Linked DNA regions of Rattus norvegicus: region 1 is linked to region 2. A link is a contact called in public Hi-C data. All regions are on one chromosome and are shown on one strand. The core of a region is the stretch at or near the end of the contact, and the rest is flanking DNA. Distances in the headings are between cores, read along the strand shown.

Evidence for each region. Hi-C and Micro-C count contacts between places; a contact is called where the count stands out from the background.
Region 1: a contact with region 2 is called in a Hi-C map of prefrontal cortex, with 4 times the contacts expected there. The contact joins the promoter of Mstn here to the enhancer-like site in region 2. A contact is called at or near these places in 12 of 12 Hi-C or Micro-C datasets (the A7r5 cell line, the Rat2 cell line, Schwann cells and 7 more) and 1 of 1 datasets of contacts at active chromatin or transcription factors (oligodendrocytes).

Annotation. Positions count from the first base shown.
Region 1 is chr9:55,949,393-55,952,442 of GRCr8, reverse strand. It overlaps Mstn (myostatin), which reads left to right and starts at 1,530. Exons shown (of 3, transcript NM_019151.2): 1 at 1,530-2,029. The coding sequence starts at 1,654.
Region 2 is chr9:55,760,344-55,763,199 of GRCr8, reverse strand. The region is part of intron 3 of Pms1 (PMS1 homolog 1, mismatch repair system component); the gene reads right to left. Among named protein-coding and RNA genes, the nearest start is that of Pms1, 16 kb to the right of the region's middle. Within about 2 kb of position 1,524, at least 2 of the 93 cell types and tissues checked have an H3K27ac peak or open chromatin away from gene starts, as enhancers often do.

The DNA.
Region 1 (3,050 bases), core at 281-2,780, 190 kb before region 2:
TCGGCCTGCTCTAATATTGCCTTGTACAAAGAGGACCCAAACACCTCAGGCCATCTGGTTTGTGTCTTGTTTTCCTTAATCTTTAATGATGGGCAAATCCAATACATTATGGAAACCCACTTTTTCCCCTCAAGAGATGTAGATGCCTCTTAAGAATTTGATGAAAATGCATTAACTTTTCAAGCTACTGAGTTGCATTTTAGTGCACTGAGGCAGTAAATTGGGTGTACACTGTGCAAGAACAGTGGTGACCTAAAAATAAATATTTGATACAAGCCATTATATTCTCTTGGGGTGGGGGAAGTAATAGATTAAAATTCTAAAGACTCTTCAGCTTCCCAAAAAGGAGGAGGGAATCTGTGGCCTGGAGGTGTTCTCTGCCCCTGCCGCTGCATTTGTTCACCTCTTTAAGAGTTCACCCCAGTCGATCTTGTGGCTCCTAAAGCCAAGGGTAGAAGTTTGATCCCTGCAGAGGCCACTTAAATTCAGAGAACAAAAAGCACCATTCTCTGCTGCAGACTCTTCCCCAGATCCCTGCCAGGTTTCTTCCCTCTGGTCAAAATGAGACACTGGCAAAGGGGTGCTAACCTATGACAGTGTTGGAACACAACAAAGGACACCCCTCTACATGCAACTTTCTCTTTGTGTGCTCATGGCTCTGACATCATTCACAGAGAACACAGATTGCACTTTCCTCTCAGCCTGGAAGCCTGAGTCAAACTGAAGTAATGCTCCAGTGCCACTTACAAAAATCCATTATCTGCTTGTCCTAAGTACAGAGCCCGGCCTCCTAGCTTACATTATCCTGTGGGCAGTAACAACAAAGCAACACTCAGGCTTCAATATGTATCTCTAGGATAGAAAATAGCAATGCTAATAAGCTAAAATCAAGCCCAGTTTTCATGTTAGTGTTCCAAGACATTAAGCTATCAAAAGTTAATTCCATGTACGTGGAAATAAAACAGGACTGGTTTGTAATATGTACTAACAAATAAACCGTGAAAACGGGCTTCTCAAATTACTGATGCAACTTTTTAGCAGGGTCACAAACTTAGCTTTCTTTCAATTTAGCCAGCTCTTCCTAATTTTACTTCTCTAATTATCCATCACTTCATGCATATTTTTTACCTCAAATATTTGTTTTAATAACAAAATAGCACTCCATGTCTTAAAGGATTAACATTTCTATTTTAAACACAGAGTCTAAATTAAAATTTGCCAACTTAAACAATAGCAAGAGTTTTACAGAAATTAATAAGCTTTAAGTACAGTTTGTATTAGTACACGGACTTTAGTTTATCAAATGTCACATATATCTTTCATGATTTGGGGATTTATTTCATGTATGAAGTAGTCAAATGAATCAGCTTGCCCTCGACTGTAACAAAATACTGCTTGGTGACTTGTGACAGACAGGGTTTTAACCTCTGACAGCGAGATTCATTGTGGAGCAGGAGCCAATCATAGATCCTGACGACACTTGTCTCCTCTAAGTTGGAATATAAAAAGCCACTTGGAATACAGTATACAGGACTCACTGGCGTGGCAGGTTGTCTCCCGGACGGTACATGCACTGATATTTCACTTGGCATTATTCAAAAGCAAAAGAGAAGAAATAAGAACAAGGAAAAAAGAGATTGTGCCGATTTTAAAATGATTCAAAAACCGCAAATGTATGTTTATATTTACCTGTTTGTGCTGATTGCTGCTGGCCCAGTGGATCTAAATGAGGACAGTGAGAGAGAGGCGAATGTGGAAAAAGAGGGGCTGTGTAATGCGTGTGCGTGGAGACAAAACACAAGGTACTCCAGAATAGAAGCCATAAAAATTCAAATCCTCAGTAAACTCCGCCTGGAAACAGCGCCTAACATCAGCAAAGATGCTATAAGACAACTTCTGCCCAGAGCGCCTCCACTCCGGGAACTGATCGATCAGTACGACGTCCAGAGGGATGACAGCAGTGACGGCTCTTTGGAAGATGACGATTATCACGCTACCACGGAAACAATCATTACCATGCCTACCGAGTGTAAGTAGCTGTTAGAGTATATCAACAGTTCTGCTGACTGCTGTCCTAGTGTTTATGAGAAACAGATCTATTTTCAGGCTTTTAACAAGCTGTTGGCTTATATGTAAGTAGGAGAGAAAGGAGATTTTTTTTTCAAGATTTCCTGAGAAACAAAACCGACAATGAAATCTGTCTTGTTTCCTTGTAGAGCCAAGTAGCTCAAAGTTAACATTTAATAGTATTTAATTTTATACGAAAAAATGTAGAATGCTTGTGTGTTTAGAGCTTAACAGTATAAGGCAAGGACTGTGAGGTTCTATAAGCAATGTTAAAACATATGAAATTTACAATTGCATTTGTCTAAAACGTGCTCTAGTTTTCTCCCCCACTAACACTGAAGAAAGAAATCTGCTGGATGTTTATTTGACACTGTTCCACAGTTAGAGTGCTTTCTGTTATTTAAAACTGTCAGTCACAAAGATTTTATGCTCTTTACGAATTAGAATAGTAATTGTGAGAGCTATTGCACTGGGAAGTTAAAGAAGGTCAATATTAAATGCATTAGCATAAGCCATGATGAAGCAGGCATAGCAAAAATAATACTCAGGCCCGAGTATCAGAAAATGCTCAGGAAAGAAGCATTATAATTGGGAGGTCATGGTGTGAATGCTGCTTGTATGTTCCTGGCACTGCACTGAGAGAACCCTGGCTGTGTACTTCTAGGCAGGAACAGGGATTGAGAACCTTCTAAAAGATTTAATTCTTTATGAGGGGGAGGGGACGTCACCTCTAACTGCAGCATCGCTTTTGGGAGATGATATGTTTCAGGCAGTTCCTATCTGAGTTCTCTGAAAAGCAAGACAGGTAGCCTTAGAGAGCAGGCAGGACACTGAAAGATTTCTGTGACATGTGTCCGAGATCTTGCTTTAATACCATGCTTTAAACACTTAAAACCAGACACGACATGGATTCAAATCAGCCCTTTACTAAGTAATCAGGTTACGACACAGCAAGTAATTTTCACTTATGATCACTCTCGGAT
Region 2 (2,856 bases), core at 275-2,774:
CATTCACATTTTGATCATCCGTCTTGAGTTTCATTTGTTCTAGGCATCTAGGGTAATTCAAGCATTTGGGCTAATAGCCACTTATCAATGAGTGCATACCATGTATGTCTTTCTGTGATTGGGTTAGCTCACTCAGGATGATATTTTCCAGTTCCAACCATTTGCCTACAAATTTCTTTTAAATGCATCCTGGCAATTCAAGTAAAATTTTCTTGACACAAATTCATTTAAGGCAATGACTGTAAACTTTTCAAAGCATTTTCTATTGCCCGTAGTGAGCTAAACCACCATTTAGAAAGCAGGATTCAAAAACTCATGACCCTGCTTACACTAAAGTTCTGCTACTGTGGCTGTGTATGACACAGGAAGCTCCTGACACTGAAGAGAGCTGCGTTTATTTGTCTGACATCAGTCTAACGCTGGAGGCTTCCTCTTGCCCTTTACAGGTCTCCCAGCTCTCAGTGTACCCCTCTACGCATGGGGGCTTAAACAAACCTACAGATCCGTGTTCTCTCTACGGAATGGCTCGTAACAAATGTGAGTGCTTAGAGCACGACCAACCCCACTGTGACAACTCTAAACCTGCTGCATGGGTGGACCGGCAAACATGAACATTAGTTATGAAGTAACAAATACGGGGACCACAACTATCGATAGGAAAGAACAGAACAAATCAATGAACTTGCACTACAGAACAAAGACATTTTGTGAAAACTAGCAGGGATCTGCCTACAGATGGCTACCAATTTTCAGGAAAGAGTCACCAACATGAGGAGCGTAGGTAAATGTAGACAGGGACTAAGCAACTGATTCCATCACTGATTTAAGCACAAGAGCATATTGTTTTTTACAGTGGAGTCCAGAGCAGGAAAAAAAGTTATAAACTTTTCAATGTATCTAAAAGACGTGGTACAGATAAGATGTAGGAAGCTCTTACAGGTGTAGCAAGGTACAGTAAACCCTGGCTTTTGAGTAATAGCATGAATATGCTAAAAAGTAGCAATAGCACATTCATGAACAGACATTATTATTGTAAAATCGATAAGCCTGTGGACTTAGATAATTGAAAGTGCTATAATTCTACATAGCCACAGTGACCAGTTTGTATCAGCACCAACCCCAGAGTAATTCGTGCACGCACTGTGGTGACTATGATAATAAGAGGGTTTCATCTCCATTATGATGAATGCTCCTTTGAAACTGGAGTAAGAAAACTTGGCATTTAACTCTGTAAGGCCCCATTTTCCTCACCAGTAATATAAAGAGATTATCTACAGAAGATTTCCAAGAAGTAGACTTTGGGACAGAGACTAATCAACAGGTCTTTACTGGGGCATGGCCTGGCACGAGCACCTATAGGAAAGGACAGAAAAGCACTTTCCTGAGATGGTTGTACCTTAACAACCCTTCATCAGTCACTCAGTGCCAAGTGCTTGTTCTCTATGACCTGGTTAACACAGATCCCTTCAGAAGAAGTGAGGGAGACTCAGCTGTTAGTGACCAGCACTCTTGGAAACATGCATCTTAAGACAGGGCATCTGTACGGTGCACTAAGATCTACAGCGACTACTAGAGGTTTCAGATAGAACCAAGCCTAGTCAATATCTTCTTGTGATATTTCAACAATTCTTTGGTAAATTCTGATAAGTAAAATGATTTCAATTATTTGTGTGAGCCCTTTTGAATATCTCAAAGATAAAAAGATAAAGTGATAAATGTAGGTGTCATATGACCTTAACTAATCTACAAAAAAAAGAAACAAACAAGCAAGATAGTGACCAACAGATAAGCAAGCAGCCATCCTACGTCAGAAGCGCAGAGGTCACACTCACAGACTCAGTGCCATGCTGCCATCTAGCAGACAAGGCTGGTACGACCGCTCAAAGGCTGGCCACATCTTCAGAAAACAGACACATCGGAACACATTAGTTCCTGACAATACTCTCACGATATAAAGTTTAATTTCTACCTGCCAGTTTAGACGACAGCTAGGTGATCAAATATTTATACACTAACGCAGCCGATCAAAGCCCCAGCCACGGAGCAGCAGTAGAGAGCTCTGAGGTTTCACACTCTATACCACGTTTAAAATGAGCTTTCTGCACTCGTTTCAAGGCTGCAGACAGCCAAGTACGTTCTCCAGAAGAAAGACTGGCTACTCCCAGCTGTACCCTAAAATCTAGGTGCAGGCTCAAGTGAGCTCTAAGTAAAGCAAGTGCTGAGTAAACTAGCCGAGGAAGAACCTGGTATACTAGGTCTGGGCTAGAGGCTGAAGAGGATACTTGGGAATTTCCTCCTAAACCTAGCTCTGAACATCTGTAGTCCAGGGACTGAGGCCTCGTCCTCTTTGTGTTTTAATGGCAGAATTTCCCACTGAATTTCATCATCTTTACAATGTTTTTCCAGCCTACTATGGTCAACTTTATAGAGCCTCCAAAGCCAGAGCATAAGTGAATCCTTAGTCAAGTACGTATACGCATGTATGTACGCACGCACGCACACAGGCAGGCACGCACACATGCCCACCCACACAAAACAGGACAAGTGAATCTGGAGAATACCACACTGCTGAAATCAGGCCACTACACAGACATTCAATGACCAGAGAGGAGGACACGGCAGTATCTCACGTTCATACCCCTTTCCTTTTTTTTTTTTTTTTCTTTTTTTCTTTTTTTTGGAGCTGGGGACCGAACCCAGGGCCTTGCGCTTGCTAGGCAAGTGCTCTACCACTGAGCTAAATCCCCAACCCCTCATACCCCTTTCCTAAACATTAGGTATCAACGTCACTGCTTTCTGGCACTCCTACCTGAACGGTGTATTCTGGCCTTAGCACAAGTAATATGGCCATGGGGA